Linked DNA regions of Mus musculus: all the other regions are linked to region 2. The links are chromatin contacts, called in public HiChIP or PLAC-seq and promoter capture Hi-C maps. All regions are on one chromosome and are shown on one strand. The core of a region is the stretch at or near the end of the contact, and the rest is flanking DNA. Distances in the headings are between cores, read along the strand shown. Region 1 overlaps Sf3b3 (splicing factor 3b, subunit 3). Region 2 holds the start of Aars (alanyl-tRNA synthetase). Region 3 overlaps Il34 (interleukin 34).

What was found. Promoter capture Hi-C pulls out the DNA fragments that hold promoters and counts their contacts. HiChIP or PLAC-seq counts read pairs in DNA pulled down with a chosen protein or histone mark.
Region 1: a contact with region 2 is called in an H3K27ac HiChIP or PLAC-seq map of trophoblast stem cells, with 12 read pairs. The contact joins the enhancer-like site here to the promoter of Aars in region 2. A contact is called at or near these places in 20 of 39 promoter capture datasets (the 3T3-L1 cell line, 3T3-L1-derived adipocytes, the C10 cell line and 13 more), 1 of 15 datasets of contacts at CTCF or cohesin (embryonic stem cells), 72 of 484 Hi-C or Micro-C datasets (the 63-12 cell line, B cells, the C2C12 cell line and 25 more), 22 of 115 datasets of contacts at active chromatin or transcription factors (the 230-238 cell line, the NIH/3T3 cell line, the SCID.adh cell line and 13 more) and 5 of 9 other capture datasets (adipose tissue, embryonic stem cells, embryonic tail and 2 more).
Region 3: a promoter capture Hi-C map of 3T3-L1-derived adipocytes shows a contact between it and region 2, with 2.5 times the contacts expected there. The contact joins the enhancer-like site here to the promoter of Aars in region 2. A contact is called at or near these places in 8 of 39 promoter capture datasets (the 3T3-L1 cell line, 3T3-L1-derived adipocytes, cranial neural crest and 4 more), 11 of 115 datasets of contacts at active chromatin or transcription factors (acute myeloid leukemia, embryonic limb bud, embryonic stem cells and 2 more) and 3 of 9 other capture datasets (adipose tissue, liver and pancreatic islet).

The regions. Positions count from the first base shown.
Region 1 is chr8:110,823,706-110,826,405 of GRCm38.p6, forward strand. It overlaps Sf3b3 (splicing factor 3b, subunit 3), which reads right to left. Exons shown (of 26, transcript NM_133953.2): 12 at 2,390-2,541; 13 at 1,797-1,952; 14 at 460-615. Among named protein-coding and RNA genes, the nearest start is that of Snord111, 14 kb to the right of the region's middle. Within about 2 kb of position 1,361, at least 28 of the 459 cell types and tissues checked have an H3K27ac peak or open chromatin away from gene starts, as enhancers often do. A contact at or near this core is called in the HL-1 cell line, the NIH/3T3 cell line, bone marrow-derived macrophages and 4 more, where this site is marked.
Region 2 is chr8:111,032,452-111,035,151 of GRCm38.p6, forward strand. Aars (alanyl-tRNA synthetase) reads left to right here and starts at 1,391. Exons shown (of 21, transcript NM_146217.4): 1 at 1,391-1,812.
Region 3 is chr8:110,785,764-110,788,463 of GRCm38.p6, forward strand. The region is part of intron 1 of Il34 (interleukin 34); the gene reads right to left. Among named protein-coding and RNA genes, the nearest start is that of Gm15895, 18 kb to the right of the region's middle. Within about 2 kb of position 1,403, at least 14 of the 459 cell types and tissues checked have an H3K27ac peak or open chromatin away from gene starts, as enhancers often do. A contact at or near this core is called in 3T3-L1-derived adipocytes and adipose tissue, where this site is marked.

The sequences.
Region 1 (2,700 bases), core at 111-2,610, 210 kb before region 2:
TTTCTGTCAAAGTGGATAATGGTCAAAGTAAGAAAGTCATATTAGGCCCTATAATAAGTAAAATTCCTTTTTAATCACCAGTCTTAGGATTTTAAACTGAAGGCAAGGCTCCAGTGGTTTAAAGAACTTGTTGCTCTCCCAGGATCTACATGTTGGCTTGGATACTTCCTGATACAAACATGCAAGCAAAACATGAACAACATAGATAGAATCTAAAACACTACAAAAGGGATTCAAGTCTTTTGAGGAAGAAACACATAGTAGCCACAGATCAACATCCTTAAACATCCCGAGGTGTGCTATGGGAATCAAAGGCGGCAGCAGCATACACCTCACCACACTGGGTGCTTAGGATCTCACTGCTGGACAAGATGGGGGAGAGGAGAGAAAAACAATAGACACAGATTTTAGGGAGCCAGGTGCTTAGGGCCCACCCAGAAGACTAAGAATGCCACTCACTGATGGGTCGAGGGAGATGATTCTGACAGTGTTGTCCACCAGCCCCACAGCCAGGAACCGAGATCGCTGTTCTCCAGGGGGCACGTTGGCCAGACTCATGCACACCACATCTGCTGACATCTCTTTCCGCTCCGTGTACTCATTCAACTGTCCTGACTACAGGAAGAAAAACAAAATAGGTCTGTGTGCTACAATTCACCCTGTAGCTCTGGACTATGTATGAAAGGAAGATGGGCTGTTAAGACTTTTTTTAAATTTAATTTTATTTTTGCCTCCTCTCACCCCTCTTTTTGCTTCTGAGATGGGGTTTCATGTAACTATTATTAGCTACGTTCAAGGATGAACCTGAGACCATGGCCTCCTCTGAGTTCTGAGATTACAAAGGGTCTGAACACACCCTGTTTATACAGTGCTAGAGATCTATCAACTGAGCAACACTGCTAACACTGTTTTATATCTCACTCCACTTTTTAGTAAGTCAGTGACCAAGAATCTCACCATTTCAGATCCCAAAATCAACTTCACAGGTTAGTGCCCCAGAGGGAAAGAAAAAAAGCAGGATGTAGCATAAATATACACTATCCTAGACCAAGAAACAAATATATAAAGCCATTTATCTGTTCTCATCATGAGAACCCTGAACAAAGCCAGCTGTGGTAATGCAAGACTATAATTCTAGCACATGGGAAACAGAAAGGGAGACAGAAGAACAGGGTCAAGGCCAATCTAGTCTACATGAGACCATCTCAAAAACAAAACCCTTTCCTAATACACCAAAGCCAATTCAAACACAGTCAAAACAACAACAAAAATGTCAAGTCTACTAGAGATTTCTGTAGAAGGTAAGTTCTGGATACATTTTCATATAAAATAGCAAAATCAGGAATAGTAACTCATGACTAATCACAGCACTTGTGAAGTTGAGACAGGAAGACTGCTGTGAGTCACCAGCCTAGAATTCTACATTAGACTGTATCTCAAAACAAAACAAAACAAAAAACAAAAAAAGAGAAACGAGACAGAAGAAAATAAAAGAATTCTTTACCAAATATTCACTAGAAGATGAGGATGAGGTACAAAACAAGCTATTTGGCTTTCAAGAGATTTCACATCTGTAATCTGAATTAGATTTCCTAGTTTTTGTCCTTAATCTTTAAAAAAGGGGCCAAACTGTCTTGTTTGTGGACACTTCAGAGTCCCAATTCTCTTTCTTGTGAATCCATGCATGCTTAAGATACATACACTGACAACACTGCCTAAGCACAACAACAGAACCCCACCCCAAGGACCATAATGGAAGATAACACAGGGCCAGCAGAACAAAACAAGTAACATACAGGATCCATCTCGAAATAGACCAGCTCTCCCCCAGTCAGGGCGATCACCACTTGTCGCTGGTTCACTGCACACTTCACAATCGTTTTCTTGCCGGGAGTCTTCCACTCATTAACTCTTTTATCTGCTCGTATGTGTCGGATGCCATCTGGATACACCTAGAAGTCAGTCAAAGAAGAACATCTAACTAGCAATCTGATTGTCACCCAGAATGGCCCTCACACTGGCACACTGGGACCACACAAATGAGGCACTGCTTGTTTTTGAAATGTTCATGCTTTGCCACCTCAGTTGAGAAAGGTCCCAAGCCCACATGTTAATGATAAAGATGAGAAAAGCAGTGATAGGGAATGACCAACAGGGAGGAAATGTTAGGCTTCAAATTTTCCTAACTGCCGAGTTATTCAAAGCCTGAAAGGGATGAATTCTCAGTACCCCTTTTTATGTTGATAAGACATTAGACCCTCCCCTCAGGTTTTCTGGAAGGTGAGAATGAAGAAACATGAATTCAAGCACACCACAAAACAAGAGAAGGATGGGCAAAGGATGGGCAAAGGACGGACGGCCAAGGCACGCTGAGGAGGTGCACGCTCACCTGCACCAGTGCATCATCTCCTAACAAGGAGCAGGACAAGGTTGGAGTGGTGCCCAAGAAGCCAGAGTCAGTCACTTCTTCCACAGTCTCTCCGATAGATAGCACAAGTGTGGCATTCACGAAAGACACAATGATGTAGGCATCAAACTCATCTGGAAAAAAGAAAACAGAGGAGCTGTTAGGAAAAATTCAAATTTACTAGCATTAGAAAGGCAGTTGAGACACAACAGTTTTAGAAACCTTTCACAACACTTCTATGTGCAGTCACTACACACATGCACACACAAAACAGAATGTTCAAAAGACGATTG
Region 2 (2,700 bases), core at 141-2,640:
GTGAACAAAAACTGGAAAGAGACTATACTATGTCTGTGGATACTAATTGACTGATTAGATCTGAGGTCAGTACTGTGAAGACAGGAATGTCGTAAGCTCACAGGCTAATTGAATTTGTCTTGGACTAGTTCTGGCCTTCTGAAAACAACCATTCTTTGTCCATTTCTGTGTTTGAACTAATAAAGTCTTGTACTAACAGATAGAAACCATTTGGAATCTATTAACTTACCAGACCACTGGCTTCCACCATCCAAAAAGCTAAAGATGCCATCAGATAACATCTTGGGTCTATAGAAAAGCTTTCCATCTTGCTATAGTCGCCTTTCAGATATAACCATCACTATATTTTAAAATTACCTTGACTTATGACTCTCTTTGTTCTGTAAAGCTGTACATCATGAAAAAGTTTTCGTGTAATTTGGGGTTTCCTCATCTGTGAAAAAGTGGTACTAGCAGACCTGATAATACAGTTTAAAAATTAAACGGTGTGTGAACTTTTTAGTGTGATGCCTTACCTATAGATTTTAGGTTTTGTGTGTGTTATTTTGAGACTGTGCCCAAGGCCCAAGGGTAGCCTTAAGCTCTGATCCTCTTGGCTCTCAAGTGCTGGGACTATGGATGTGCGTCACCGTTGTAGGCGTTTCCTAAGAATGTTGACTTGTTTTCTAAAGCAAACAGAGGGACAGATGTCCTTTAACTTGGGTTACGTCATTTCTTCCTCTTCAAAATCAAGACCCGAATTTCTTCTTATTGGGACCTGAAGGACAAATATAAAGCTATGCCTAATGTCACAGGACTGTACTGCCTCCTACTCCGGAGGCTAAGACAAGAGTGAAAAATTCAAGGCCAACCTGGACAATTTATCCAGACCCTGTCTCAAAGAGAGAACCGGACGTATCAGTCAGTGCCAAAGCGCTTCGGCGTGGTTGAAGCACTTATTTCAGTCCAGGGTACCGTTAAAGAAGGCATGCCGATCTATACGCGATAACAATAAGAACATTTGATTGGTGCACACCTGCAAGACTGGCAAATCCCCTGATTTCAAGACCACCTTGCTCCGTTTCAAAAGGCCGAAAAACGAACCTTTGAGGTACGTGTATCACTTTGCAGTTAAACAGTTCTATGCCAAAATCTGTGATCGCCACCAAATTCATGTTTTCATTCCTCTTGTTAACTGTCAACTATTAGGGCTTTGCCAATAGAACCCAAAATGTCTGCCTCCTGAAGCCAATAGTCAACCCTGTCACGTGACACTCCATGTCCTAGCTTTCTTGAGCATTGCATCAGCCGAGCCCAGGAGCCTTCCCAGAAACCGGCTTGTTAGCTCATTCGCGCTCCGAATGATTGGCATGCCAGTGGACCAATCATATCAGAGGATGACAAGGCGTAGCGGGTCACTTTTCATCAGAGCGCTCTGATTGGATGGTGAGGTACGGCTCTGGCACCGGTTGTGGCGGGTGAGTATAGCTTCTTGTGCGCATCTGAGGGAGCAGGTAACTGCCGGCGAGTGGCGGTGGGCTCCGGGCAAGGAAGGACCTGGGGACCCGGACCCTCGGGAAAAAAAGCAAGTGAGCCCCGAGAGCTCTACGAGAAGAGCCGGCGCTTGGAGGGGGAGGGGCAGCTGCAGCGGGCTGCCGGGCGGTCCCGCCCCTGGCCTGGGTCAGGACCCGGTCTCCGCAGGAGCCGGATCTCGAGAGTAGCTTTTGCTATTCCCTCGGAGCACTGAGAGTGGTGTGGTTTCTGGTGGACTTGCAGAGGACCAAGACCTTGGGAAGATCGCGGTTGCTCTTCAGTCGCCACCCAGAGCTAAGGGTTTGTCTCCTCTAATTTTAATCTCTTAGGGGGTTAGGGAACCAGGCCTGAAGAGCAGGGTGACTAAGATAAATGGAGTCTCTCTAAGAGGCATCTTCATTCATTCTTTATTAGGTTCTCACACCTTACCCCAGACTGGCCTGAACTCAACTCTGTAACCCGGGCTGGCCTTGAACTCGCGGCAGTTCTCCTGCCTCAGCATTTCAAGTGCTGGAATTACAGGCGTGAGCCAGCACTCCAGACTCGCTTCTTTCTGTTGCTGTTTTGAGACAGGGTTTCACTATGTAGACCAGGCTGGTCTCGACTCACAGAGATCTTCAAGAGTGGTGGGACCAAAGGCGTGTGCTACGACCCTCGGCCCGATTCGATTCTTAAAAACAGAATAGTTGATACCTTCAGGTTCACCCGAACAAATATATTCAGCAATTTTTTCAAACAGTCTAAGTTTCCTGGTGTGCTTTGGAGTATGTTAGTGCAGAGCATGCTATTTACAGATTAGTATAATTAATCATGAGCATGGGTGACGACCACTTTACTAGATACTGAAAATACACTGTAACGGTGAAGTGAAGCCAGCCAGGATTCCTACTGAGATGTAACATAGACTGTGATTGGGAGGTGAGCATTAAATAGTCACACCAAATAAATCATTTGAGGCTAGGAGACAGTATAAAGAGGAGAGACCTGGTGAAGAAAGGAAAGGTTTGCTTAAGTATGTTTCTTTGTGATTGATCAAAACGACCTCATTAGGAAGAAGGGAAAGGAGAGGCCAGGCAGAACGGCTAGCTTGTAAATGGAAATATGTTACAAGGTCCTGTGGCTGAAGTCACCTTGTAATTCAAGGCCCTGGGTCTGGCCCCAAGCTTGCAAATACAAACAAATAAATAA
Region 3 (2,700 bases), core at 153-2,652, 250 kb before region 2:
GTCACCAGGCTAAGTCATCCTACTGCAAACTGAAACCAAAGCAGAAGAAAGCTCTCCGGTGCCCAGGTCCTCCCTGTCCATCTGTGTGCCTCTGCGTGTGCATGTACATGTGTGTATATGTTTATGTGTATGTGAGAAAGTCGTGTGTGTGTGTGCGTGCGTGTGTGCGTGTGTGTGCGTGTGTGCGTGTGCCTGTGTGTGTGTGTGTGTGTGTGTGTGTGTGTGTGTAGGCAGTTGCATGTGGAGGCCAGAAGACAAAGCATCAGGAACACCTTTCACCTAGATCAGGCTGGCCTCGAACTCCAGGCTGCCTCTGCCTCCCAGACTGAAGGCATGCGGCACCACACCTGGCTCATCCATCTCATTTTTGTGACAAGGTCTCTTACTGGTCTTAAGTTTGCCAATCAGGCTAGGCTGGCCAATGAACCCCAGGGATCCGCCTGTCCCTGCCCCAACCCCAGGTCATAGTGCTAGGATAACACATGCACAAGTGTGTACCACCGCTCTAGCTTTAGAACAACAACAACAACAACAATGGTTCTGAGGGATCTAATTCAGATCCTCACAATTGCATAGTGAAGCACTTTATTGACAAGCTAATTCCCCACCCCAAGCCTGGTCTTAATGAGGAACAAGACGCAGCTGGAGGCTTCTGGCTCCCAAAGCTTAGTGTCTTACTACCATGACTTCTGTCTTAGGGTTTTTTACTGCTGTGAACAGATACCATGACCAAGGCAATTCTTATAAGGACAACATGTAATAGGGGCTGGCTTACAGGTTCAGAGCTTCAGCCCATTATCACCAAGGCAGAAACACGGCAGCATCCAGGCAGTTACGGTGTAGGAGGAGCTGAGAGTTCTACATCTTCATCTGAAGGCTGCTAGCAGAATACTCACTTCCAGGCAGCTATGGTGAGGGACTTAAGCCCACACCCACAGCACCACGCCCAGTCCAACAAGACCACGCCTACTCCAACAAGGCCACACCTTCTAATAGTGCCAGTCCCTGGGCCAAGCATATACAAACCATCGCAGCATCCTAGGCACGAAGCATTACTTTAGCGGGTTTTTGTTTTGTTTTGTTTTGTTTTGTTTTGTTTTGTTTTGTTTTGTTTTGTTTGTTTGAGACAGGGTTTCTCTGTGTAGCCCTGGCTGTCCTGGAACTCACTTTGTAGACCAGGCTGGCCTCAAACTCAGAAATCTGCCTGCCTCTGCCTCCCAAGTGCTGGGATTAAAGGCGTGCACCACCACCACCCGGCACTTTAGCAATTTTTAAATCAGTCGTGTTCACGAACTGAAAGAGGGAAATCCTGTTGTTTCAGCAGAGGCAAAGAGCGTCCTTGGCACAGCCCAGCAACTCTTTCCTGGTTTCCTCAGCAAACTCTGACCGCGAGGGAACCCCTCCTCCACCTGTGACAGCAGCCAGGCTGTGAAAGAGGCTTTTTCTCTGGGACAAGACATGTGTGTCTGCACTTGACACTACTGCTCAGCCTTGTCCAGTACAATAAAAAAGAAATAATAATAATAATAACAGAAAGCAAACAGATAAAAAGCTAAGACGTTGTAAAGGAGAAAGACAACTGCCCTGATGCTAGACAGGCCTGTTAGTTATATAGAAAACCCTGAGGTGTGTATAAACCCATAAGCCTAATGAATGTGTTCAGCAAGGCTGCAGGACACAAAAGCACTACACAAAACTATAAAATAATATTTTAAGCTAGGCAGGGTGGCATCCCCACGTAATCCCAGCACCTGGACTGTGGAGACGGGTGGATCAAATTAATGTCTCCCTTGGCTACACATCAAGTTTGAGGCCAGTCTGAGTTACATTAGACTTTGTCTTTTGTTTTGTTTTTTTTCCACCAGGGCTGGTGAGACAGCTCAGTGTATGAGGACACCCACGACCAACCTTGCCAACCTGAGTTTCACTCCTAAGATCTGTTTAGTGGAAGGAGAGAACTCAACCCTCAGAGTGGTCCTTTGACCTCCTTCTGTGGCATGTTCTCCCCCACCCCCACACACCCAAGGGGCTGGAGAGTTCGCAGAACAGTTAGGACTACACGATGCTCTTGCAAAAGCCCCGGATTCAGTCCCTAGAGCCTACGCGGTAGCTCATAATTGTCTGTAATTTCAGTTCCCGAGGATCAAATGCCTTCTTTTGGTCTTGGCAAACACTGCATGGACAGGGTCCACAGACATACATGCAGGCGAAACACTCATATACATAAAATAAAATACAAAAAAAAAACCCTATTATATTTAAATAGTCTAGTAAAAAAGGCCAGAAACAACTGCACTGTCCATCAGGAGATAAATGGGTTAAAAAAAAAAAACCTATCCAACTAATGAAATACTACTTGGTAGTGAAGAGTCAATTATTAATGTGCATTTTTGCACAGATGAATCTCAGATAAATTGTATGCATTGATAGAACCAGATCTTTCAGGCAGCGGTGGCACCCGTTTTTAATTCCAGAACTCTGGAGGCAGAGGCAGGCGTATTTCTGAGTTCAAGGCCAGCCTGGTCTACAGAGTGAGTTCCAGGACAACCAGGGCTACACAGAGAAACCCTGTCTCGAAAAACCAAACAAAAAACAAAAAACCCCTACAAAAACAAAAAAGAAACCTCAAGAGAAAGAACACCCTCTATATAATATTAATTTTAAACTAGAAAGTCTGAACTTGTCTACAGCAACAGAGAT